Regions from separate parts of the Mus musculus genome. Here all the other regions are linked to region 3. Evidence: chromatin contacts called from public Hi-C, HiChIP or PLAC-seq and promoter capture Hi-C data. All regions are on one chromosome and are shown on one strand. Each heading gives the region's core, a stretch centred on a gene start, on an enhancer-like site or on the middle of the called end of the contact. The rest is flanking DNA. Distances are from core to core; before and after follow the strand shown. Region 1 overlaps Gm12022 (predicted gene 12022). Region 2 has its middle 93 kb from the start of Gm12022. Region 3 holds the start of Meis1 (Meis homeobox 1). Region 4 has its middle 47 kb from the start of Gm12022. Region 5 overlaps Gm39602 (a long non-coding RNA gene). Region 6 has its middle 23 kb from the start of Gm39601. Region 7 has its middle 140 kb from the start of Gm12022.

What was found. Promoter capture Hi-C pulls out the DNA fragments that hold promoters and counts their contacts. A called contact is a pair of places that touch in the nucleus more often than the background predicts. HiChIP or PLAC-seq counts read pairs in DNA pulled down with a chosen protein or histone mark.
Region 1: a contact with region 3 is called in a Hi-C map of the N1E-115 cell line, with 4 times the contacts expected there. The contact joins the enhancer-like site here to the promoter of Meis1 in region 3. A contact is called at or near these places in 6 of 39 promoter capture datasets (the 3T3-L1 cell line, 3T3-L1-derived adipocytes, embryonic stem cells and 2 more), 10 of 484 Hi-C or Micro-C datasets (3T3-L1-derived adipocytes, the C2C12 cell line, the N1E-115 cell line and 6 more), 6 of 115 datasets of contacts at active chromatin or transcription factors (acute myeloid leukemia, embryonic basal ganglia, embryonic forebrain and 3 more) and 2 of 9 other capture datasets (adipose tissue and embryonic stem cells).
Region 2: a contact with region 3 is called in an H3K4me3 HiChIP or PLAC-seq map of neural tube, with 7 times the contacts expected there. The contact joins the enhancer-like site here to the promoter of Meis1 in region 3. A contact is called at or near these places in 6 of 39 promoter capture datasets (the 3T3-L1 cell line, cranial neural crest, embryonic stem cells and 2 more), 1 of 484 Hi-C or Micro-C datasets (adipose-derived mesenchymal stem cells) and 6 of 115 datasets of contacts at active chromatin or transcription factors (acute myeloid leukemia, embryonic hindbrain, neural progenitor cells and 3 more).
Region 4: a promoter capture Hi-C map of second pharyngeal arch cranial neural crest shows a contact between it and region 3, with 3 times the contacts expected there. The contact joins the enhancer-like site here to the promoter of Meis1 in region 3. A contact is called at or near these places in 4 of 39 promoter capture datasets (the 3T3-L1 cell line, embryonic stem cells, liver and 1 more), 8 of 484 Hi-C or Micro-C datasets (cerebellar granule neurons, cerebellum, cranial neural crest and 1 more), 2 of 115 datasets of contacts at active chromatin or transcription factors (bone marrow-derived macrophages and embryonic hindbrain) and 1 of 9 other capture datasets (embryonic stem cells).
Region 5: a contact with region 3 is called in a Hi-C map of uterus, with 3 times the contacts expected there. The contact joins the enhancer-like site here to the promoter of Meis1 in region 3. A contact is called at or near these places in 14 of 39 promoter capture datasets (cancer-associated fibroblasts, cranial neural crest, embryonic stem cells and 6 more), 6 of 484 Hi-C or Micro-C datasets (nephron progenitors and uterus) and 15 of 115 datasets of contacts at active chromatin or transcription factors (bone marrow-derived macrophages, craniofacial prominence, differentiating embryonic stem cells and 12 more).
Region 6: a Hi-C map of uterus shows a contact between it and region 3, with 2.9 times the contacts expected there. The contact joins the enhancer-like site here to the promoter of Meis1 in region 3. A contact is called at or near these places in 6 of 39 promoter capture datasets (cranial neural crest, embryonic stem cells, frontonasal cranial neural crest and 3 more), 3 of 484 Hi-C or Micro-C datasets (all in uterus), 11 of 115 datasets of contacts at active chromatin or transcription factors (craniofacial prominence, embryonic forebrain, embryonic hindbrain and 7 more) and 2 of 9 other capture datasets (adipose tissue and embryonic stem cells).
Region 7: a contact with region 3 is called in a Hi-C map of the N1E-115 cell line, with 8 times the contacts expected there. The contact joins the enhancer-like site here to the promoter of Meis1 in region 3. A contact is called at or near these places in 4 of 39 promoter capture datasets (the 3T3-L1 cell line, cranial neural crest, embryonic stem cells and 1 more), 2 of 484 Hi-C or Micro-C datasets (the C2C12 cell line and the N1E-115 cell line), 4 of 115 datasets of contacts at active chromatin or transcription factors (bone marrow-derived macrophages, embryonic basal ganglia, embryonic hindbrain and 1 more) and 1 of 9 other capture datasets (embryonic stem cells).

Annotation. Positions count from the first base shown.
Region 1 is chr11:18,488,352-18,491,545 of GRCm38.p6, forward strand. All of the region lies in intron 1 of Gm12022 (predicted gene 12022), which reads right to left. Among named protein-coding and RNA genes, the nearest start is that of Gm12022, 3.3 kb to the right of the region's middle. Within about 2 kb of position 1,645, at least 2 of the 459 cell types and tissues checked have an H3K27ac peak or open chromatin away from gene starts, as enhancers often do. A contact at or near this core is called in the N1E-115 cell line, where this site is marked.
Region 2 is chr11:18,398,234-18,401,407 of GRCm38.p6, forward strand. No RefSeq gene overlaps it. Among named protein-coding and RNA genes, the nearest start is that of Gm12022, 93 kb to the right of the region's middle. Within about 2 kb of position 1,523, at least 2 of the 459 cell types and tissues checked have an H3K27ac peak or open chromatin away from gene starts, as enhancers often do. A contact at or near this core is called in neural tube, where this site is marked.
Region 3 is chr11:19,017,616-19,020,385 of GRCm38.p6, forward strand. It overlaps Meis1 (Meis homeobox 1), which reads right to left and starts at 1,354. Exons shown (of 12, transcript NM_010789.3): 1 at 606-1,354. The coding sequence starts at 617. Gm16141 (a long non-coding RNA gene) reads left to right here. Exons shown (of 3, transcript XR_381070.4): 3 at 1-715.
Region 4 is chr11:18,444,887-18,448,057 of GRCm38.p6, forward strand. No RefSeq gene overlaps it. Among named protein-coding and RNA genes, the nearest start is that of Gm12022, 47 kb to the right of the region's middle. Within about 2 kb of position 1,500, at least 3 of the 459 cell types and tissues checked have an H3K27ac peak or open chromatin away from gene starts, as enhancers often do. A contact at or near this core is called in second pharyngeal arch cranial neural crest, where this site is marked.
Region 5 is chr11:19,735,746-19,738,620 of GRCm38.p6, forward strand. All of the region lies in intron 1 of Gm39602 (a long non-coding RNA gene), which reads right to left. Among named protein-coding and RNA genes, the nearest start is that of Gm39602, 5.5 kb to the right of the region's middle. Within about 2 kb of position 1,331, at least 35 of the 459 cell types and tissues checked have an H3K27ac peak or open chromatin away from gene starts, as enhancers often do. A contact at or near this core is called in nephron progenitors and uterus, where this site is marked.
Region 6 is chr11:19,639,945-19,642,747 of GRCm38.p6, forward strand. No RefSeq gene overlaps it. Among named protein-coding and RNA genes, the nearest start is that of Gm39601, 23 kb to the left of the region's middle. Within about 2 kb of position 1,422, at least 41 of the 459 cell types and tissues checked have an H3K27ac peak or open chromatin away from gene starts, as enhancers often do. A contact at or near this core is called in adipose tissue and uterus, where this site is marked.
Region 7 is chr11:18,353,512-18,356,397 of GRCm38.p6, forward strand. No RefSeq gene overlaps it. Among named protein-coding and RNA genes, the nearest start is that of Gm12022, 140 kb to the right of the region's middle. Within about 2 kb of position 1,495, at least 2 of the 459 cell types and tissues checked have an H3K27ac peak or open chromatin away from gene starts, as enhancers often do. A contact at or near this core is called in the N1E-115 cell line, where this site is marked.

The DNA.
Region 1 (3,194 bases), core at 395-2,894, 530 kb before region 3:
ATATATAAAAAAGAATACATAATATATGTATACTATGTATATTATATGTATAATATACATAAATATATGTGTATATATAATATGTATAATATATACACATACTATACAAAATATACATACATATAATATATAACATACATATACATGAATGAATACATATAGTATACACTACATATACTATACATACATATGCATATAAATAAATGCATTATGCATAGTAATACATATACTATACATAATATACATATATTATGTATTATATACATATACTATACATAGAAAACTCAAGAACAACATACATGGACAGGAGTATAAAGAATGTGCAGCTTTAGATGGACTGAGATTTTGTTCCGTTCCTTCATTTTAGCTTCTCCTTTTGCCTTTGCAGATGTACAACACAGAGACGATCAATGAATAATTGAAACCTAAGTGAAGGCCTGCTCAAGAGACAAGAGAATCTGAGATATTGGGTAAGTCCCTGAGCTAAGAACAGTCTTGCCTGGATATGCTGTGTCTACTTCTCTCAAGAGAGATGTTGGCTTTTATTCTCATCTGAGGAAACCAGTGTTCCTGACAGGTTGTTTTGAGAGTGGACTCTTGACAGCTGTGTTCCATCAAGCATTTCCACATGGACACAAAGATCCCTGTTTGGGCCTGTGGTGAGTGTGTCAGCAGATCTATGTAATTGGGAACCATGCTTTTTGAATGGAAAAGAAAGTGTCTGGACATAGAAATATGTCTCTGATTATCCTCCTACCACTCTGCATGAACAGGTTTGCAGGCATTTCTTTCCTAGCTCACTGGTTTATTAAAGTGATCCCTGTCAGGTGGAGGCAAGTCAACCAACACAGGCAATAAGCCTGACTTGCTCAGGGATGTGACAGATAAGGTTCCTGGGATAGCCTCTCTGTGGATATCTGACTTATGTCAATGAAAGCATATTTTATATAAAAATTATAATCACAAAAGGAACTGATTGGCTTTACTTAAAAATACGGTGGAGGCCGTCCTGCCATTTGTCTTAAGGTAATACAGGCACAGCAGAGGTGGCACTCTCACCCTTGACAAGCCAGTCACTGAGTTCCTGATGCTGCTGCTTGAGGAACTCAAGTATTTCTAAAGGGAATCCTAAGTAGGAAGCAGCTACACTGGAGGAGGGGATGGTGAGAAAAACATGGGTCGGCATGCATAGCTATGCTCATATTCAATCTGAGAGTGTCCAGGATCACTGCAGAATTTCAAAGCTAGAAGCCTGAAGAAATATTAGCAATTAATTAGCGGCTGAGTTCAGAAAAGCCACTGTAGTCTCCGATGGTCTAATTCTTCAGGAAAGAAACAAAGCATTTCCATTCGCTGCTGAGAAGCACCCCCGTGCAGTCTGGAAGGGGCATTTTGTTGAAGGCTGGCACTTGCAAGAGGGTAGTGATTCATATTATGAAAAAAACTAGACATTTTTTTTTAAAGACACAACTTGGTAACTAATTTTTGTCTCTCCCTGTCAGGGTAACCGTTTGAATGTTAATTTAATTTTACAGAATATCATTTATGTAAATGTAATTAGAAAGGAAACATGATCTGGAGATGTGCAGCACCAAAGAAAATTTATTACTCCAAGGGGTATTGCTCTAATCACTCAACTGCAATATCGAGTTTCCCCAGATTTAATCTAAAAGCAATAAATTACAAAAGGCTAATGCCCTGCCCAACAACAAGCTGTCAAGAACCCACGTTTCAGGGAAGGAAACCAGAAGGAGGAAGAGGTGGGAAGGCCTGACTTCATCTTAGCAACAGGCTATCAGCGACTTCATATTTCTTGATATGAAACTTGATACAGACCACATTGCTAGGGAAGAAGAAAAAATAAAAAGGAGTCATTCCAAACCAAATTAAAAAAAAAAAGTTAAAATGTGTGTGACCTCCACTGTTTTATAGCTTCTTTTTTCTAAAGTGTGATAGGGGGATATGCTTTTGTTAAAAACAAAACAACAATAACAACAACAAAACACTGTTACAAATCAAATACTGGAAACTCAGAGTTCATCATTCATCAAGAACAAAGGAAGGTGAATCCAAGAAACTTGCAACAGACCCGGTTCTTTGCCTCATGGAGCTAAGAAAAGGAAAGACACAGTTTGATGGATGTCAGGGCCCGTGTTGCATTGCGTTATGTACATCCTGGGAAGCCAGTTCTCTCGGAGAACCTTGCCAACACCAAAGAGCTGAGCCTGGAAAAGGAAGCCTCCCATCTCCTCTCTTCTTCATGTTTAGTCAAAGGTTATGACAGAAATAACTAGGCTGAGGGTTAGCTCCGTGTTATGCAAGACACATACCTGAACTCAAAAATTATTGGGGCTATCTGGTCGTTTTTAAGGTATTCAACAACTGTCACAATGGAGAAAGAAATAAAACCATCAATCTGGCTGCCCAAAGGAAACCTTTAATGAAGTGTTTAAAAATTCCACTGCCTGAGTTCTACCACAGAGCAATTAAATTAGGAGTCAATATGGTTAGGACTCAGGCTTGGGCATGTTTTAAAAGCAACCTTTGTGATTTTAATGTGTAGACCACAAAGAAAATGACAGCCTTCGATAAAGCTGGCTGGCATGCAATGGGAAACAGTTTTGAAGGGGTAGGGGTTCTGTAGGTTACTCTGTCACAGACACATCCCCGTGGATGGAGATGTCTGAGATGCAACAAAAGACAACTGTGAACTCTGATCAGTTGGAAAGAGCAGTCTACAGCAGCCGGCTAGGAGGGGAGTAGTGCTGGCAAGCAGAGCCCAACGATTTCAGTGTGGTTTCAAAACTTAGACTTCTTCTACTCTGTTTTTCGTGCCTAACAAGCATCCCAAGGGTGTAACCTGCCTCACCTCCTTTGAGCTGGGAGCAGAGCAATATCATTAGGGGGAAAAGGCAAGTCCTGAAATAAACTTTATATTCCTTTCATTAGCAATAACTACCAACGTTTTGTTGCTTCTATATTTTCATCCTGGAATTTTATACATGGGCTGGGCCATTTCGTTTGGAAAGGGGCGAATGATTTAAGACAAATAAGCAAAGTCAGAGTCCAGAGATAGAACATAGGTTATAATGTTATGAGTAGTTCTAATTTACATGTGCATTTAAAGGCACACCAAAGAGGTTTGCTTTGAATTTTGTCCTCCATACTCTCTTTCTCTGTGTCTGTCTCTGTCT
Region 2 (3,174 bases), core at 273-2,772, 620 kb before region 3:
TCTTTCTTTCTTTCTTTCTTTCTTTCTTTCTTTCTTTCTTTCTTTCTTTCTTTCTCTCTTTTTTCTTTCTCTCTTCCTTTCGGTCTCTTCTTACAAAAGAGAGGCAATACATGACGGCCTTATCTTTTTTCTAATGAAATGATGGGCTTCTATTTCATATTAAAGTGTTAATCAGTCTGAAATTAGGTCTTACTGAAAGAATTGTGCTTAAAGGTGCTTAATAAGATTCATTTTATGCAGCCAAAGCCATGGAACTTTTATTTTTATATCAGAAAGAAAAGTAGGAGTCCTGCTCTTCATTTCTGACACCCCCATATTTCCGCAGCCTCCCTGAGCTTGGGACTCAGATCCACTAACCGGTTTATAGAACAGAAAGCTCTTTAGAGTCAGGGCTCACGCTGAAGCCCAGAAGGTTTTGTTTGAGCTTGAGAATCTTCATAGGTTTATGCAATCCCAACAAATATTTCAAAGAAGGAAGTTCCACATTTGAAGTGGGTGATCCTATTAGACACCGGGAGATGGCACCTTTGTTGTGGGCCCAAGCATCATTTTATGTGAGATAGAGCTGCATCCCGCTAATACTCCAAGACATCACTTTCATGCCAGGAACAGATAGGGCTGAACTTGCTTCACGCACTTTGTCATTCACTGTTAATAATGAGTGATGAAAGTTCAGAGGAGAGGAGCTAAGTGGATAGTAAGCTGGAAAAGAATGAATTTTAACCAGCAACATGCCAAACTCGTGAGAAAATGCATTAGAAAAGAGAGGGTACAAAGGGCTGCCCGTGGCCACCAAATCACACAGTTGAGATGGTTTCTTTGGAAGTACATATGGCTCTCCTTAGAGAAGAATTATGGAGACCCTGGACCAAAAGTTGGGACTTCCTACAAACCCTGAGAGATTTGGAACAACTGACTAGGAGGAAAAAACAGGGACACTTCTGTCCTGACGTAACAGAAAAGAAACGGAAAGAAGAGAGTTGATTCAGATAATTATAAGACTCAGTGTATAAAAATATTGATTACACGAATTAATGCTTTCTCAGCAAAACTAACAAACATTTTGTATTCCTTCATTATTTCTTTCTCACTTTCTTCTTCCTGCCTGCCTTTGCTCTGGCTTTCCCTGTTTGTTTTCTTACCTCCTTCTGAGAGGGACCACTGGAATTCCTCTCTTCCCAGGTATATACTGGGCCAGTATATAAAATACTGTTAAAATCATGGTTAGTGTTGATATGATCTCTGAATTCATGTCATAAACACTCCTGCTGTTTGTTTCTCAGTAAATAAGCCAAGATACCAGGGGCAGAGAAATTTGACTCCCTATCTAGCATCTATTGAATTCTCTTGCTTCTGGAATGCCTTATGCTAAAGGGCTGTGTCTAAGAGCCAGCCAGACAAATCTAATGCCGCACCAAACACCTTGAACAGTTAGCAATTGCTTTGAGACAGGCATGCAAAAACTACAACTGATTGCTCTGGCTTGAAGGTGCTGCCCCAGCCAGAAGCCTGGGTGAATATTTCCATCTTGACCAGAGGGGGCGACCCTTCCCTCATGGAGGAAATGTTATGACCTGTGACCAAGGCACAACCATTAGTGACTATGATTATCGAAAAAGAATGCTTGCTCTTCACCAAGCAAATTGTGATGGATCCATACACCCCGTTTGAGAACTATGTAAGCTGCTGTTAGAAGCAGTAGAAATGCCCCTAGCTCACTGGCCTGCCATTTCAATAGCAGGTCCGATGAAGACTTCTTTGCAAAGGTATTTCCTTGCCTTTGTTCAGTAATATGGACTGAGCTGGAAACAGAAATGGCAGGAGTAGCAAATGCTAGAAGTAACCTGGTGGCCTAGAAATCCCTGCCCCAGGCTTGGCATCTATGGGGGCTGTCGATCCCAAATATGGCACATCATCTGCTGATCTAATAGCTGCAGACACTGTGGGCACCAGGGGAGTGGATACTGCCTGATTTTCGCAGGGCTCCAGCCAAACCCAATGCTGTCCAGAGTCAGATTTCCATGCTGGACTGATGTGCTTTCTTTGGTCCTGGGTCCTGGGTCCTGGGTCCTGGGTCCTGGGTCCTGGGTCCTGGGTCCTGGGTCCTGGGTCCTGGGTCCTGGGTCCTGGGTCCTGGTTTTAGCTCTAAACAGCTATGATCCCAGCTTGATGGAGAAGTTCTGGAATGTTTCAAGGCGATCTCAGCAGCTAGTGCCAGGCTCTTGATCCAAATTCCTGAATACTTCTCTGTGTGCCTCTGCTGCCAAATGCTGTCCTGACAGGAGAAGGTACCACGAGTCTTCCTGCCACTAACAATTGAACAAGATGCCAAACAGTTGGATTGCTATGAGGGCAGAAAGAAGGAAAATGGAAATAAAGAAGCAAAGACAAGAAAGCTGGAAGCTGATAAAGGGGCATAAGGGAAGGTAGACAGAAGAGGTCCAGAGAGATGTTAAGTCTTCAGGGACAAAGTTCTTTGACTCCAGGTGGAGAGATTTAACATTGAGCATTGACAAGGTCCAGGAGTGTCTGCTATAAGATGACATGGAGACTCTAACACCCGAGGCCCTGATCGTCACAAGCATCTGCGTCTCGTGCTTGAATTGTATCATTAGGTGGCAACTATGGCTGATTCCTCCCACCTACAGCCCGGCTCATTGCTGGTAAGCACTGAGGGAACGTAATGACGTCAGATACCTTCACTTGGAGAGTTACTGTCTATCCATGGTTCTATTCGTGTAGAGCTAAGAACCGGAGACCAGCTGATTGATATCATCTCCTGCTATATCCTTCCTTTTCCTTTAAAAAAAAATCACAATCAAAGAATGTATTCATTTGTATTCATTAAGCAATTCCTCCATGCTGGTGTACATGGAGAAAGAGTGAGCAGAAAGCCCCCTTCTGCTAATATCCTGGTAACATTAATAATAATCTAAGCCACAGCCTTTGTGAACTGTTAGCTCAACCTTGATTCCATCTATATCCACAACTTCAAAGGACGTGTTCTAATAGCGTACTTATAAAGCATACTTATGAGACTTGTCCTCTGAAGCAAGAACACAAGCATTTTAGAATCTGGTGGCATTAAGAAGACTTTTATCAGTAAGGAATAAAACCACATGATTTAGGAATTTAAGTGAAATTTTCAGTTGTCTATAATGTCAAAATTTCTAA
Region 3 (2,770 bases), core at 104-2,603:
TTGCATTTTAAAAGTGAGAGCTCTGTATTTAGTATCTAACTAGTACAGAACTTAGCTAAGGAAAAAATCTACAAACTTATTATCTTGCATAAAATCCCATGCAAATTAAAATTACTTTTATAAAAGGAATGTTTTTCCAACCAAAAATTCACTGCACCAGGACATTACTTAGCGGAAAATGCTCCCCATTTCTACTGATACTGAAGATGAATATAATCGATAATGAGGCAAAAGTTCTCAGCTGTTCATTTTCATTAAACATAGCTTTAAACTTTTGGTCCCTAAATGCTTAAATTACAGCACTGGATATGAAGCATCTTCCCCCTTGTCTTTTTTATCTTTTAAAACAGGTGATTCCTTGAGCTTGTATTTTTATTTATATAGCTGTTGGCTAGGAATCTATAGACAACTTGATCACTTGAATTAACCACAAGAAACATGCATAAGGCTGCAAACGCATTAAGTAAAACTGTCGATTTAGGCCGCGGCTTTAGGATCCTCATTCAAAAAGAGAGAAAGAAAAGAGGAAACTTAGTAGCAGTGTCTTTCAGCCACGTTTCAATTTAATCTCACATTTGACTTCCACAATTGCTTTTAATACGTACCCTTTGCGCCATCGGCCTCTCTGGCTCCCTTCCTACTTCAACTTCTAATATATCCTCTTTAAGGCCAGTGTGAAAAGAAACAAATATGCAAACTCCCCCGGAAAAAAAAATAAAGCACAACAATAACAAAAAAAAATCCCTTTGCGTCTCCAGCAGTGTGAATTACTGGTCCCAGATCTTCGGTCTACCGGACCTGAAGCAAGGCGCCCGCGTCGCTGAGCATAAAAGCGCTCTGGTTCCACCAAGACAGCAGTGGGAGGGGAAAAAAAAAGCAGATCTTCTCTCCCCCCCAAAAAAATCAGTTTAAAAAAAAAGAAAGAAAAGAAAAGAAAAAGAAAAAAAAAAAAGAGCGCCCCTCAGACCCAACTACCAAATCTCATGGCTTTCTGCCACTCCAGCTGTCAATCACAGGCGAGGTTGTCAACGTGGTGAATGAATGATCGTCCGTTCTGTCTTCTTCTGGTCAGAACACCTCAAATGTTAATATTCAAATGCACAAAGCCCTAGCGCCCGCTTTCCTTGAATCAGTCCTAATTCCTAATCAGTTTCTCTCTTCTCTCGCTCTCTTTCTCTTTCTCTCTCCCTCTTTGCAACTGCTGCACTGAAGGGAGATTAGAGAGGAGGGTTAAAAAAATGTCTGTCTGAGTTTGTCTTAAAGGAGCCACGATCGATGCTGCCCGCTTGCAGTCGCCGTGCGTGTGTAAAGTGTGTGTTGCACAGGCGGAGAGGTGGATTCCGACCAGAATGCTAGAACCCGGAAGTAGTGGTGGCCATAACAGGTCGCGTCTTACACAATGCATTGGGCTGCAGCAAGTAGGCTCCTCGGCAGGGGTGGGTGCGCGAAGCGAGCTCTGGCCGCACTGGAGAGGCAGAAAGACACTCCACAAATTCGCACGCCCAGGCACTAACACCACACACCCAGGGCACATGCACACAAATACAGGCTGCAGCTCCCAACCCGCCGGCTTTACGTCCCCTTCCAGCCTCTCTTCCCAAAGCGGACGCTTGAAATAAATCGGGAATAAACGTAGGGCAGGCAGATGCCGGAGTTAATTCGCTCAGGGCTCCGCTCATGAAAGACTTCAAGACTTTCCTCGAAATTATTGGGGTCTGCCAGTATTTTTCGGGGTGGGGGTGATGCCAAAAGTACTGGATTCTCTGCTAGACTCCCGGAGGAGAAAAGTCAAAGCCAGAGCAAGAAGAGGAGCTGGAACTGGACTGGAAAAGGTTCCGCTCGAGAGTCCTGAGAACGTGGGGTAGCGGTCGCCCGGGCGTTCTGCAGACTCAGCTTAGAGGTTTTCTTTTCTTTTCTTTTTTTTCTTTTGGTTTGGGTTTTTTCTTTCTTTCTTTATTTTTTTTTCTCCCCCCGCTGTCAGAAGTGGACGTAGGGCCGGAGGAAAGGAAATGCTTGCATTTTGTCACTTTGAGTCCGGACGTCCCCACCTCCTCTCTTGCAGCCCTCAGCCCCAGCCGCCGCGCGAAGTGAGGGAGGAAGGGAGGGAACAATGAGCCGAGCGCCGGGAATGTGCCCCCAGCGCTTGTTTACAAACACCGAGCTATTTATGACCGCTGGAGAACGAAACTCAACGCGGGCACCAAGCAGCCAGACCTTGCGGGCGGCCGGGGCCTGGGAGCCCCGGGACCCGAGGCTCTTTCTCGATTGCGCTACCGGCAAGTTTAGCCGTGCGCCCGGGGCGCGGCGAAGCTGCAGAGCTCCGCTGCGCTGCGGCTGGGGCTGCCTTTGTCTGGGCGACGCCGAGGGGCTCCAGCCTCGGCCTTGCTCGGGCCTGGAGACGCTGCGCTCCCTCCCACCCCCCACCCCCAGCTCTTTCAGCGGCGACGCCCGGAGCCGGCCTCCCAGACCTCCATCTCTCAATTTGTCTATCTCCGAACCCAGCCCCGTGAAAGCTCCCAGTTCCAGAGAAAAAGAAATCCACTTCGGAAGCTGAGATTTCAGACAAAAGCTGACCCTGCCCACAACTTAAAGTCTCCAACCAGCCAGTGGTTTTTAACTTTCTCTCTTGAAATACCACACCCTGGACTTAAAATTGTTTTTTGAGTCTTTTTATTCTCACTCTTCAGCTACTCTATCTAGTGGGGGTTATTTTACTCTTTATGTTTCTGCGCCCGGCTCTCGTGGCTTAGATTGCTCAGTCACAGTAGCT
Region 4 (3,171 bases), core at 250-2,749, 570 kb before region 3:
AGATAGGAGGGTCCTTCCTGGGAGGCCCCAGGAGGGTTGATGTCACACTGGACTTGATAATGACTTGTCATCTGCCTTTGCGCCTGTGACCCAGGATCCTTGCGGTCTTCTCCCTGAGCAAGCATCCCTTTTTTTTTTTTTTTTTTTTTCTGGACATCAAGGTGCCTATTTCTCAACCTTTCTCCCTTCAAGCCCGGGTCACGGTCATGTGTCCCTCAGTTTCTCCACTTATATCACATTTGTTTAAAAATTAAGTAAAAAAAATTAACAAACACGGCATGTTTGAAAAGTGCTTACCTGAGCCAAAAGCTCCCAATCCCTTTAAGCTTTTGCTAATCTGCTGCATAGGAACATGTACCCCTACAAAGACAAGTATCAGAATTTCCTAAGCACCATAATCGGTACAAAGCCTTAACAGTGCTCAAGCCCATACATGTATCTATTATATACTAATACTGATATTTATTATTATCATTATTATTATTAATTATTGTTAGGGAAAGAATTAATGGAAGTTGTTTAAGTTGCACTTTTTTATTGAAAACAATGAAGGGGGTTTAGAGTTGATGGCAACAATATCTCCCCAAAACTGGGACATATTTCATGTCACTGAACTGCTTACATGTATGGGTGTCAAACATGAGTATGATGCCCTGCATAAGTAACGAATATGCACTGACCACAGTAAAATACTTGCTCAATAGTAATGCTAATAATTATTGCTACTATTGATGTTAATAATTAATATTAACTCAAAGCATATCTGGCTTAGTATGTGAACCTTAAATGTATTTAATACCACTGAATTGTGGACTATGAATGTTTAAAATAATGAGCATTGTGACATACATACTGACTACAATAAAATATAGATATAAAAATATGCAACATAAGTTCATTGAAATTCTTATGATCAATTTTGTAATAACTAATACAATTAGTAATTGTTTACATGAATACTAGTAACTAATATTCAGATAAAGGTAATTGAGATGTGTGAATTATGCACGTGTCCAGTGCTATACTAAACCATGTATTTATAGTTAAGTGAAATGATTAATACTATGTTACGTGAACCAGCCACAAATTACCTAAGGAATTAACCAAATAGTAATATTTATATTAATTTGGGCATTTCTGTCTCAGATGGTCACGTTCTTAGCACTGTTCCTAGGAGACAGGCTGACAGCTGACCATCCATGGGAGGAAATGTAGAGATAGATGTCCAGTACCATCCCAGTCCTGTTTCAGATGGTGGTGAAAACAGAGCAAAGCAAGTTAGGAATAAGACAGGCCCAAGCACAACCGATAAGCACCAGCTTCTCAGAATACCTCAGAAACATTTTAAAAGGAGGGGGATATAGATTTCCAGAAAACCACATAATTTGAGGAAAATAGGGGGTCATTCTCCAGAGGCTTTGATCTGTTCCTTGCCATCTCACAGAAGGCAGCCAGACCATGTTGACTCAACAACAGCAGTACAAGCTGGGACCCATTAATTTACACAGCTTCATGTGGGAGCTGCGGCATCGCCCAATATATTATGCCCTGGCTTAGCACAAAGTAAGTATTACCATATAATTTGTGACTTGCCTCATCCTTTTCTTTTCTTTTCTTTTCTTTTCTTTTCTTTTCTTTTCTTTTCTTTTCCTTTCCTTTCTTTTCTTTTTTCTTTTGTTCTTTCCTTCCTTCCTTTGTACATACTCAAGCCCATCAAACAAGAATTTGTGACTTCTTCTGATCAATATTTGTAACTGCGTGTTCTAGATGTCCCTTTAAAGTCTATAAGAGTATAAAATTTTAAAAATATAAGATAAAATTTTCTCTACTAGAGAGTTTGGGAATTAAAGGTCTTGAGTTTAAATTGATTCTGAAGTCAACCAGTTTAGACCTTCTTCAAGAGTTGTTAGTTGGTCAAGACTTATTACTAACACTATGAACACAGGAAGGAAGGAAGGAAGGAAGGAAGGAAGGAAGGAAGGAAGGAAGGAAGAAAGAAAGAAAGAAAGAAAGAAAGAAAGAAAGAAAGAAAGAAAGAAAGAAAGAAAGAAAGGAAGGAAGGAAGGAAGGAAGGAAGGAAGGAAGGAAGGAAGGAAGGAAGGAAGGAAGGAAGAAGAGAAGAAAGGAAGAAAAGAAAGAGAAGAAAGGAAAAAAGAAAGAAAAAGAGAAGAAGCATAAAGAAAAGAAAAAAACAAAATTAAAGAGAAGGGAAGGGAAGGGAAGGCGGTGCCACCCAAAGCCATGCCTTCAATGACCATTTCAGCATTAGGTTTATTCTCTTCTTCCTTCTAACACGTGTTGAACTTGGTCCACTCACTGGCAAGTGATCTACTAAATCTGGGGTGGAATCTGAGAGAGACTCAGGGACATACTGGAGACAGAGAATCAAGATTTGAGAAAGCAGCGGTATGCTTAGAGAAGATGCCAAGAAGACATCTTTCTGTGTGGACTAGGAATAAAAACAATGTTAGATGGAATGTGACATGTGATGGACGGTACAAAAAAAGACAGGACTAGATCTTTGCAAATGAACTTTGTTTAGGAAGAAAAAAATCATCTTTTCTATGTGTCAGCTAAATTAAATTCCTCATTCCCTCTGTGTATGTATGTGCATGCGTGTGTGCATGTATTCTTGTGTTGTCTTCTTCCTTTGTGAGTGTATGGGTGAGTTGATTAGGGGCATTCCTCCTTACACAAAGTAGAGGGAGGTGTCAGGATTTAGTTAGACCTGACCTGTGCCACCTGATAAATGACTCATTTTTTGGAGTGTAACCTGATGCTGACCCCAGCCACAAGAATCTACAGACATAGAAGATAGGCTACTTCTTTGGTGGTAAGAAGAGAAAAGCCCGGCCTGCCTAGTTGGAAGGATAGAAGGTGTAAAAGGCTTTCCCATCAGCTGGGGGGACTGTGCAGAAAGGAAGGGGTTACATGAGATTGGGCTCTGTACAACAGGACAAGCTGCAGCAATGAGACATTTCATTAGACACAGCTAAATATTCTACCACAGAACGGTCAAGATGACGTTCCAGTGACAAGCTGGTAGAGTTTAACCAACCTGGGTCATTGGAACTTCAGGAGTAAGGGACTCAGCAAGAAATCTCCCAGCACGGCAGGTAGATGGGCATGGGGGAAAAGGAATTGAACGGTTTCTAAGGCTAGGGAGTGTAT
Region 5 (2,875 bases), core at 81-2,580, 720 kb after region 3:
GCACCCATGTAGGATGACTCACAACCACCAGTAATCTAGCTCTAGGGGATCCAATGCCTTCTCCTAGCCTCCTCAAGTACCTACAGACACACACACACACACACACACACACACCACACCACACACAAACACTTTTTTTAATAAAATAAATCTTTAAAAAGTTGAGAATCCTCCTCCGGACAAGGCAGGTCTTTGTGTTGCCCTGTACCTGCCTCTAAAGGAACTCAAGCCTCCAGCTCAGGGACACTGACCCAGTTAGTTAAGTGAGAGTGCCCCACCCACACCCTCACTCCCACCCCTATCACGCTTTTCCACGATCTCCTAACTAGACTCTGATAGAGCAGACTTCCCAGTTACACATCACCACCATGCCTACTGGCCTGAGTCACTTACTCAGTAGCCATACTCCCTTAATAAAGGCAGGACGCAGTAACAAGAAAGCAACAGCCAGTGTATTTGTCAGCTGACATCCACACGTAGCCTCACTCTGTCAACACAGGCACTGTCTACACGGGTGCCTACAACTCCAAGCCCTTCAACATATCTGACTCCTCGAGCCCACGCTTATGGTGTAATTCTATCAAACAGACAGGGACTGGTTGCCAAATACATCCAGGGCCAAGAGATCGCCCTTCACTGTTAGAGGCTCCTACAGCGTGACCAGGAGAACAGCCTCTCCATAACCTAAAAAGGAAAGCAACTCACCCTAAGTCCATGCTTGTATCAAGAGCAGCCTTCTTCAGCATCAACTGCTGTCTTTCATTTGACTCAAAAATATTTTTTAACTAGCAATAAAATGTATTCCACTGTGATCCCATGCTGAGAGAGAAGTCTATACTTGGTGGGAAAGGCCCTCTGTCCCAGCATATTCTTCCAGACTATTACAGAACAGGGAAAACTATATCTGAGAGTTGAGTCCAACCAGAGGCGAAGTCCCAGTCTCTGATTTCATTTAAAAAAAAAAAAAAAGTTCACTGCTGCTCCCCTCCCCCACACTGTGAAAACTACCACCTTCCAGAGATCAATAAAAAAGGTCCCACACAGTTGCAAAAGACAAGGTTTTCTCCCTTTATAAGCACACTTGAAAGATGGGGGGAGGTCTTGAGGGTGAAAGTGATCTAAGGACACTGTGTATATAAAGTTCCTCTAGAACTTGGTTATTTCATTTTTTCTTGGAATAGCACACACTGTGCCTTCTACCCTGAGTAGCTCAAACAGCACCCAGTGTCAAGGCCGAGCCTTTGGTTTTAATCAGGGACTAAAGCCTAGAACGTTAGACAAAGAGAGCAGTTGCTGGTTACAGTACCGAGGGGACCATTAAAGGTGATTTCTCAGTTCGCTGAGCTCACCCTCAGAAACAGCCACATGCTTTGCTGAGAAGCATCCGCAGGACACGGTGCACCTCCCAGCTATTTATTTAACTTTATGTGGCTGTCATAAAACTTTTTTATTTGCTTTCAGTTAGACCATAGGTTTTGACAAGATAAATTTTTATTTAGGTCTTTGCCCAGCTACAATCAGAAACAGGAGACTCACCCTCCAAGGCTGATAGATGGATTAATCAAAGCAATTCCCCGCCCCACGTTCCTTCCAGCAACCACAGGGATCAACACACAGAGTTTTTCCTTAATTAAAGAAACTCAGCAACAAGGTGATTTACCGATGATGGATCTTGCAGGCCCTTTCATTGTGTGGTCACTGTTGGCCACTGTTTGAAATTTACCAACATAAATAAAACCTCTCCATGACTAAACAAAGTTAAAGTAGCAATAAATTGAGGCTGCCATGTCCTCTGAGCTAGATCTGAGGCCAACATAAATACCAGAATGCCTTGGCTGTGACATGCTTGACACAATGACATCATGCACTCCCAGAAGGAACAGCCTCGCCCAAGCCAAAGCCTCAAACCGAACACAATTCCCCTAAATGAATCAAATTGCAATGGTCTAGACTCGCCCGTTCTAAGGACTCCACTCTGCCTTCCTCGCCCTTTTCTGTCGAGCAATCGCATTAAAAATAATCTATACGCTGATCTAAATTTTACTTTTTCTGCACGATTAAATTTTGGCAGGAGTAAATCTCTGCAATTCACACTTCCTGGGAATGTTTGGAAAGTCACTAAAAACTCAGGATTTATCAGCTTAAGGTCCAGCCACTGCCGTGCGACCCTGTGGTCTATCTGCTACTACCTTTAGTGGTGGCCCAGGGCAGTGCTTGCCACAAGACCAACACTCTTCACTTAAAAGTAACTGGGCACCAGCTTCCCTCCCCCAGGCCTTGCTTTGTCCGCATCTAGCAACATGCTGTAATGGAATGCCTCTATGCATCAAGAAAGCCAGCCTACACTGGGGCCCGTCAGCCCTCACACCACTACTCAGAGGAGAGAGGGGAGAAACGTTGAAAATGCACTTGGAGGATGGCAAATTAAAAATGGAGAAAGTCTAATAACTAATTGGTGAAATCATAAAAGCTGCCGTAAAAGACATTTTCCTTAAACTACTTTACACAAGGCTATATAATTTTATGTCACTTTTTATTTATGTTGCTGTAATGAAAGCTGTTCTGGGAGATGAAGGGCTTCTGAAGAGAGAAATTGAACTACTTCTGAGAGGAGGAAAAAGCCTGCAGACCTAGGGCTTGGGACAGATTCCTTCAGAAAGACAGGAGGGCTGGGAGGGCTATCTGTTCACTCCTAAACACCTCTGAGTCAGTATTTTGCCATAAGGGGCCAGTGAAATGGCTTAGCAGGTAAAAGGACTTGCCACCAAGTCTGATGACTTGAGTTTGACCCCTGGGACCCACATGGTTAATTGGGAAAAACTGACTCTGGAAAGTTGTTCTCCGACTTCCACATACAAACCCAGGCATGTGTGTG
Region 6 (2,803 bases), core at 172-2,671, 620 kb after region 3:
AAAGGTGTGTCACTAGAGGAGAGTTTGAGGCTTCAAAAGCCCATGCCAAGTATAGTCTATCTCTGCCTTGGGTTCATAGCTCAGATGTAAGCTCTCAGCTACTACTCCAGTGTCATGCCTGCCCGCCTGCCTCTTGCCTGCCTGTCTGCATATGCCCCTCCAGATGATCATGGACTAACCTTCTGAAACTATAAGCAAGCTCCCAGTTTCTTTTATAAGCTGTCTTGGTCACAGTGTCTCTTCACAGCCATAGAACAATAACTAAGGCAGGAGCTTACAATTTCAGAGAGTGAGTCCATGACTATCATGATGGAGGACATGGCCACAGGCAGGCATGATGCTGGAGCAGTAGCTAAGAGCTTATCTCTTGAGAAGAAACCAAGAGGCAGAGAGAATGGAATGGGCTATTGATTTCTCAAACCCACCCACGGTGACATATCTCCTCCAACAAGGCCACACTCTTGATACTTAGCTATCAAAATGCTAACTGGGGGCCAAGCATTCGCACATGAGCCTGTGGGGGTTATTTGCATTCAAACTACCACAGGGGTCAAAGTACCTGGGCAGCAGCATCACCTTTACTTGTCTACAGCCCCACAGCCAGCGGAGCGACCACCAGGCTTCCTCGCTGAAGATCACTGCGGAGCATTCTTCCAAATGGAGCAGCTCATTCTGTCGTTCCTACATTGCAGACCACACAAAGCTCTGCCCTCACTTGGCAGCTAGCAGGCCCTCACTATACAACCATCTCCTATACTATATGCCCTGGGTTGAGACTCTATATCCCTTCCCCCAAGAAACACAGAACAGGGTGAAGACAGAGGCGTGTGGCTGTAGAGTTACAGTATTTCTCCAAAACTGGAATTAATTATCGCTACTTGCTCCTCTGTCCCTCTTAGATCTGCAAAGTGTGGGTCACAGTGACTTTGTTTTTCTTGGCCCACCACATATTGAAACCATTCCTGCGTGTCGATCCTGAATATCTATCTCAGCCAAATCCTTGTGAAAATTACTTACTGTGCAGTATAACAGAGAGAGTTTCTAAAGTTAAATGTCTTAGGGTATTTTATCTTTTTCAAGTGCATACCAAAAGCAATTAAGTTCAAACTATGGGGTACAGTCTTTGCCAGTTTCCATTCTTGACACATATGTGTCTGGGTTTACAAGTTCAAAGGCCTCTTAAAGGATCAGATCTCTAGCTTCAATTTTCTCCCTGTAAGCGAAAAGCAGGGCTGTGTCCTTGCTTAAATCATCTGCAAGGAAGTCCATAGCACAGGGCTTCTGCCCAAGAAATCTCTCATGTGGCTAGAAGACCAGAGCCAGAGCCCTGCACCTTCCAGGTCAGGCCACAGGGATACTACAGGGTAGAAGGTTCAAGAGACTACTACAGGGCTCAGAGCAAGGCAGAGCAGTAGCAGTCCTGGGCCAAAAGCGTCTGAGTCAGCGTGCTGTTGCCGCGTTCCCAGGCCACACTGCGTTCCTTGTGGCCTCACCCTGCTGCCTGCTCATTTCATCTTACCCAGCCCCATTTTGTCCTCCCTTCCCCTGGCCGCGGAGATCTTTGCTTCTAGATTCCTGGGGCTTCACACAGCCCTTCCCTTTTCTGCTTCTGTCCATGAGTACCACAGCTCCTTCCTTCCACTTCTTTCCCACTCGATCCTGGAGAAATTTTCTGTGGGATTCGCAGTTAAACAAGTATTAAGAGCCCAGAAAGCCTGTTGAAAATTTCAATCTCTCTCCAAACCCTAAGTTTGCTTTTCAACACCAATTATCAAATTGCAGCCCAGTCTCATTTGTGGAGACCGTAATTCGGAACCTGTAGGCTCACCCAAGTTTATTTATAATCCCAGACAGTCCTGTTGAAGCTGCTCACAGCCATGGGCAGAGCTGCAAGGCACTGAGCTTGCTCAGTGCTCACACTCCACTACTGAGCTGGCACAAGGCAAAACTCTGCATTGCTTCAGCTGGATTGCTATAAACAAGCATCCTTCTTGATGCCTACTTACGACCAGTTGTTTTGTATTTTTACTTTTTTGTTAGTGGTTTTGCTGTATAAAATTGACCCTGGAACATGGGATCAGTAACCCTGGATCAGTAACTGCTGAGTTGCACAGGAGGAAGCTATCCTGATTCCCCCTTACACTGGAGCACGGTTATAGAGAAGAGTAGTTCAGTATACATTTTACAAAGCCAAAAGGGTTTTGAAAGTTTCCACAATGAAGAATTGATAAATGTTTGAGTAAATATTTTAACATGACTTCATATCACACACACATATGTATGTATGTATGTATGATGTGTGTATGTGTACATATATATGTATATATGTTAAAACAATGCCCCACTAATATATAATTTTCATGTTTTATGTACTAGTTAAAGACAAATTTAATGAACAATGAAAGATAAGTAAACAAACTAAAATGGCTGCTGAGGGCTCAGCTTATCTGATGTCCCATGTTTCAGGCAGCTATGGTATACTCCATGCAGGTAAGCACCCAGCTGCATCCAGCAGGTTGTGTCTCTTGATTATGCAGCTCATAGTAGTTCACCATAAATATTTACTAAAGGAGATGCCTTCAAACAGAAACACACATAAAATACAATTATGGGGCCCAGTGAGATGCTCAGCAGTTAAAGGCACTGGCCACCAAGCCTGATGACCTAAGTTTAATCCCTGGACTACACATGGTGGAAGAGAAAACTGACTCCTTCAAGATGTCCTCTGACCTCCACACATGCACTGTAACTCACACACATACAGACACACACACACACTCACACACTCACTCACTCACTTGGT
Region 7 (2,886 bases), core at 245-2,744, 660 kb before region 3:
TTTAATCTTAGAATTATACAGGCCCACATTTTTCCATTGCCAAACACTATTTGCAGTTCTGTCCCAGATGTAACAACCTAATCAAAATAGAATTTCATAGAGCACTACACAGAGGATTGGCTTCTGGGGACTGTGCAACAGGTAGCTGTATGTTTATTGCCTTCTTTTATGAAACTTATACAATGCAATTGCAAAGTGCACAATGAATACTGGGACTTGACTCATAAGTAATGAATTGTAAATAATAAGGTTTAGCATCAGCCAGAAACATTTTCACATACTCAAATGCCAGCGTTCTCACCCACATCTCCACGGACTTTAAATCAACACAGAGCGTTCCCACCTTTCCACAGCGTCCTTCTCAATGACGCAGACTGCCAACTGACCTGCAGCCCTGACAACGAGTGCATCCTTGCTTAGAGTGGAAGAGAGAAACCTTTCATGTACAATAAAGAGAGGTTTTAGGCTTTATTTTTTGTTTTGTTTTGTTTTTGTTTGTTTTTTCAGAGGTCTTTTTCAGAGATGCAGAGATGGTTCAAGGATAAAATAGCCATTTAGAAATGTCAAAGGAGCAAATTTCTGAGCTGAAATCATTTTGGAAAAGGATTTGCTTATAAAACACACTGGAAATATGTTGTCAAAACAATGTTATTTGGAAGTTCAAGAAAAGCATGTCCTTAGATCTCTGTCCCAAGTGCTGGTGACATGACAGCACCTTTGAGCCTTGCTTCTTCTGAGCCTCGTCTTCAAGGTCAAGCTGTCATTTCCACCATCTGCCTGCATTCAATCTGTCCTTTCTATGGCATTTTGAGAAATTAAGTTAAATTCCATAAACACAGAAATCTTAAGTCGCAAAGATATAAGTAGATGGAAAACTGCCAACCTTCTTCTCAGCATCGGCAGCAAATCAGCTCTGTTTTATAAATGTGGAAACTAAAGTTGAGAAATGTTACAAAATCTGATGCACTACTGATTGCACAAAGTAAGACAAAGTCAATAGTCAAAATCTGCTACTGCTCACTAAACGCATCTCCCCTTAAACAGCATGGAAGAGCCATGACATTCAAATTTGCTTAAATATGTGTGCAGCATGAAAGTGTGGCACACCCTTTCAAGAAAAGCACCCTTCCTCACTCCCCACACACCTGGCTACCTCTACCAGATTCATGTTTCTATAAACTGTTATACTACTTGTAACACTGGGATATAACAATTATTTAATTGAATTTTTGTAGCAGATGGTGTAAGTTTATAAATTGCCTCAATTAATGAATAAATAAAAACAAACTGTTGCTCTCATTAGTGTCCCTAAAATATGTAAATGACACACATTTATTTTCATGGCTCACAGATGGAGATGTTGAGGCCCATGGAGGCTTGGTTTGCTTTTGGGCAGGTAGACAGATATTCAATCCCAGAAGAGCTAACAGACTGGCGGTGACTCATTCTTTCTTTTTTATCCAGAACAAAGCTTAAGAGAGTCTGTTTAGAGTGCTTTCTTCCTGTCTCCTTATCTAGTGTTCTGTAATCTAATTTGGCCTTGGCATAGAACAAGTTGAACCAGCAATGAGAGCTTGGATCACAGTCAAGTCTCTGTGCTTCCCTTTCTGAAAAGTCTCACATCCCGAGGCCAGAGAGAAAGCAACAACGACAGAAAGGTGGAGTCCTCTCCCCTGAAAGTACAAGGAAGAACCTGGGTGTCCTCTGTTCAATCTAGGAAAAGGAAGTGGATGGCTATGTTCTTGGAGGTGTGGCACTTCTAAGAATCCTAACATCTGGAACAGAGGTACCTCTGTCCAAAAGAAGCTCTGAGAAGATGCCACAGCTATTCTTGTCCCAGAAGCCTCCACGGTGGTGCTGGTGTAGGGCCAGATGTTCCAGAACTTTTCATGAGGTAGCGTCACACTTGCGGCATTTCACTGGTAGCGAGTGCCACATTAAAATGCCATTTTAGGCAATTAATATTTTATTTATAAACACTTATAAATATTTATCACAAATGGCTGTTTAAATAGTAGCTTGTGAGAAAACAAATCTATTACATTTGTATTAAAAATTCCTTGGATGCTTAATTAAGGGAATATTTAGACAGACCATGAAAATTTTATACCAACTCCTTGAGAAGTCAGGGACAAACCTAGTTAGACTCTCTCATGAAACTGAGGGAATAAATTTGATAAGATGCCACACAAAATGGGGGCATCCAACTTGAGATCCCACGTCAAAATCTTTTCTTTAAACATTGTAAGTAAGATGGACTCATTCTAAATAAATGTCCTGACCTTACCCACAATCAAACTATGTCTCCTCCTTAAAGGTATCTGACTAAGCGTCGCAGCTTCTTCAGCTGTTTTCATCAGATCGCAAACACAATCGGCAGTCCAATTTTTCAACCAGGAAGAAAAATAGTTATTGCCCACATTGATCTGCTGTAGAGCAGAGTGTCTCACCTTATTCTCTTCTTAAAACATAATCGAAGCATTCTATTTTGAGGTCAACAATTTAACAAAGCACAGATATCTTTGTATACATTTAGCACTAAGAGAACATAAGATAGACTAAGTTCTTTTTACTGGCTATATGAGATTTCAATATTTTGAGAATTAGTGTAATTGTAAATGTGTATTTCCTCTCAGTGGCTGTAGTGTTTGTGTGCTTCGTCCTCTGGATTTGCATGTTGATACTACATAGCACTCTATTAGCTTTCATGCATTTGAAGGGTCAAAAAAACAGTGACCGACTTGAAAAGAGACTTGCAATCCCATCACAAGGTTCCAAGACTTGTTCTTTAGAACATCCTGTGGTCATCACAATGTGTTTCTCAATTATGATTAATTGAACTTGGTTTTTGTAGCAGACAAGTTCACTCTCCTATAGCACTAAGCA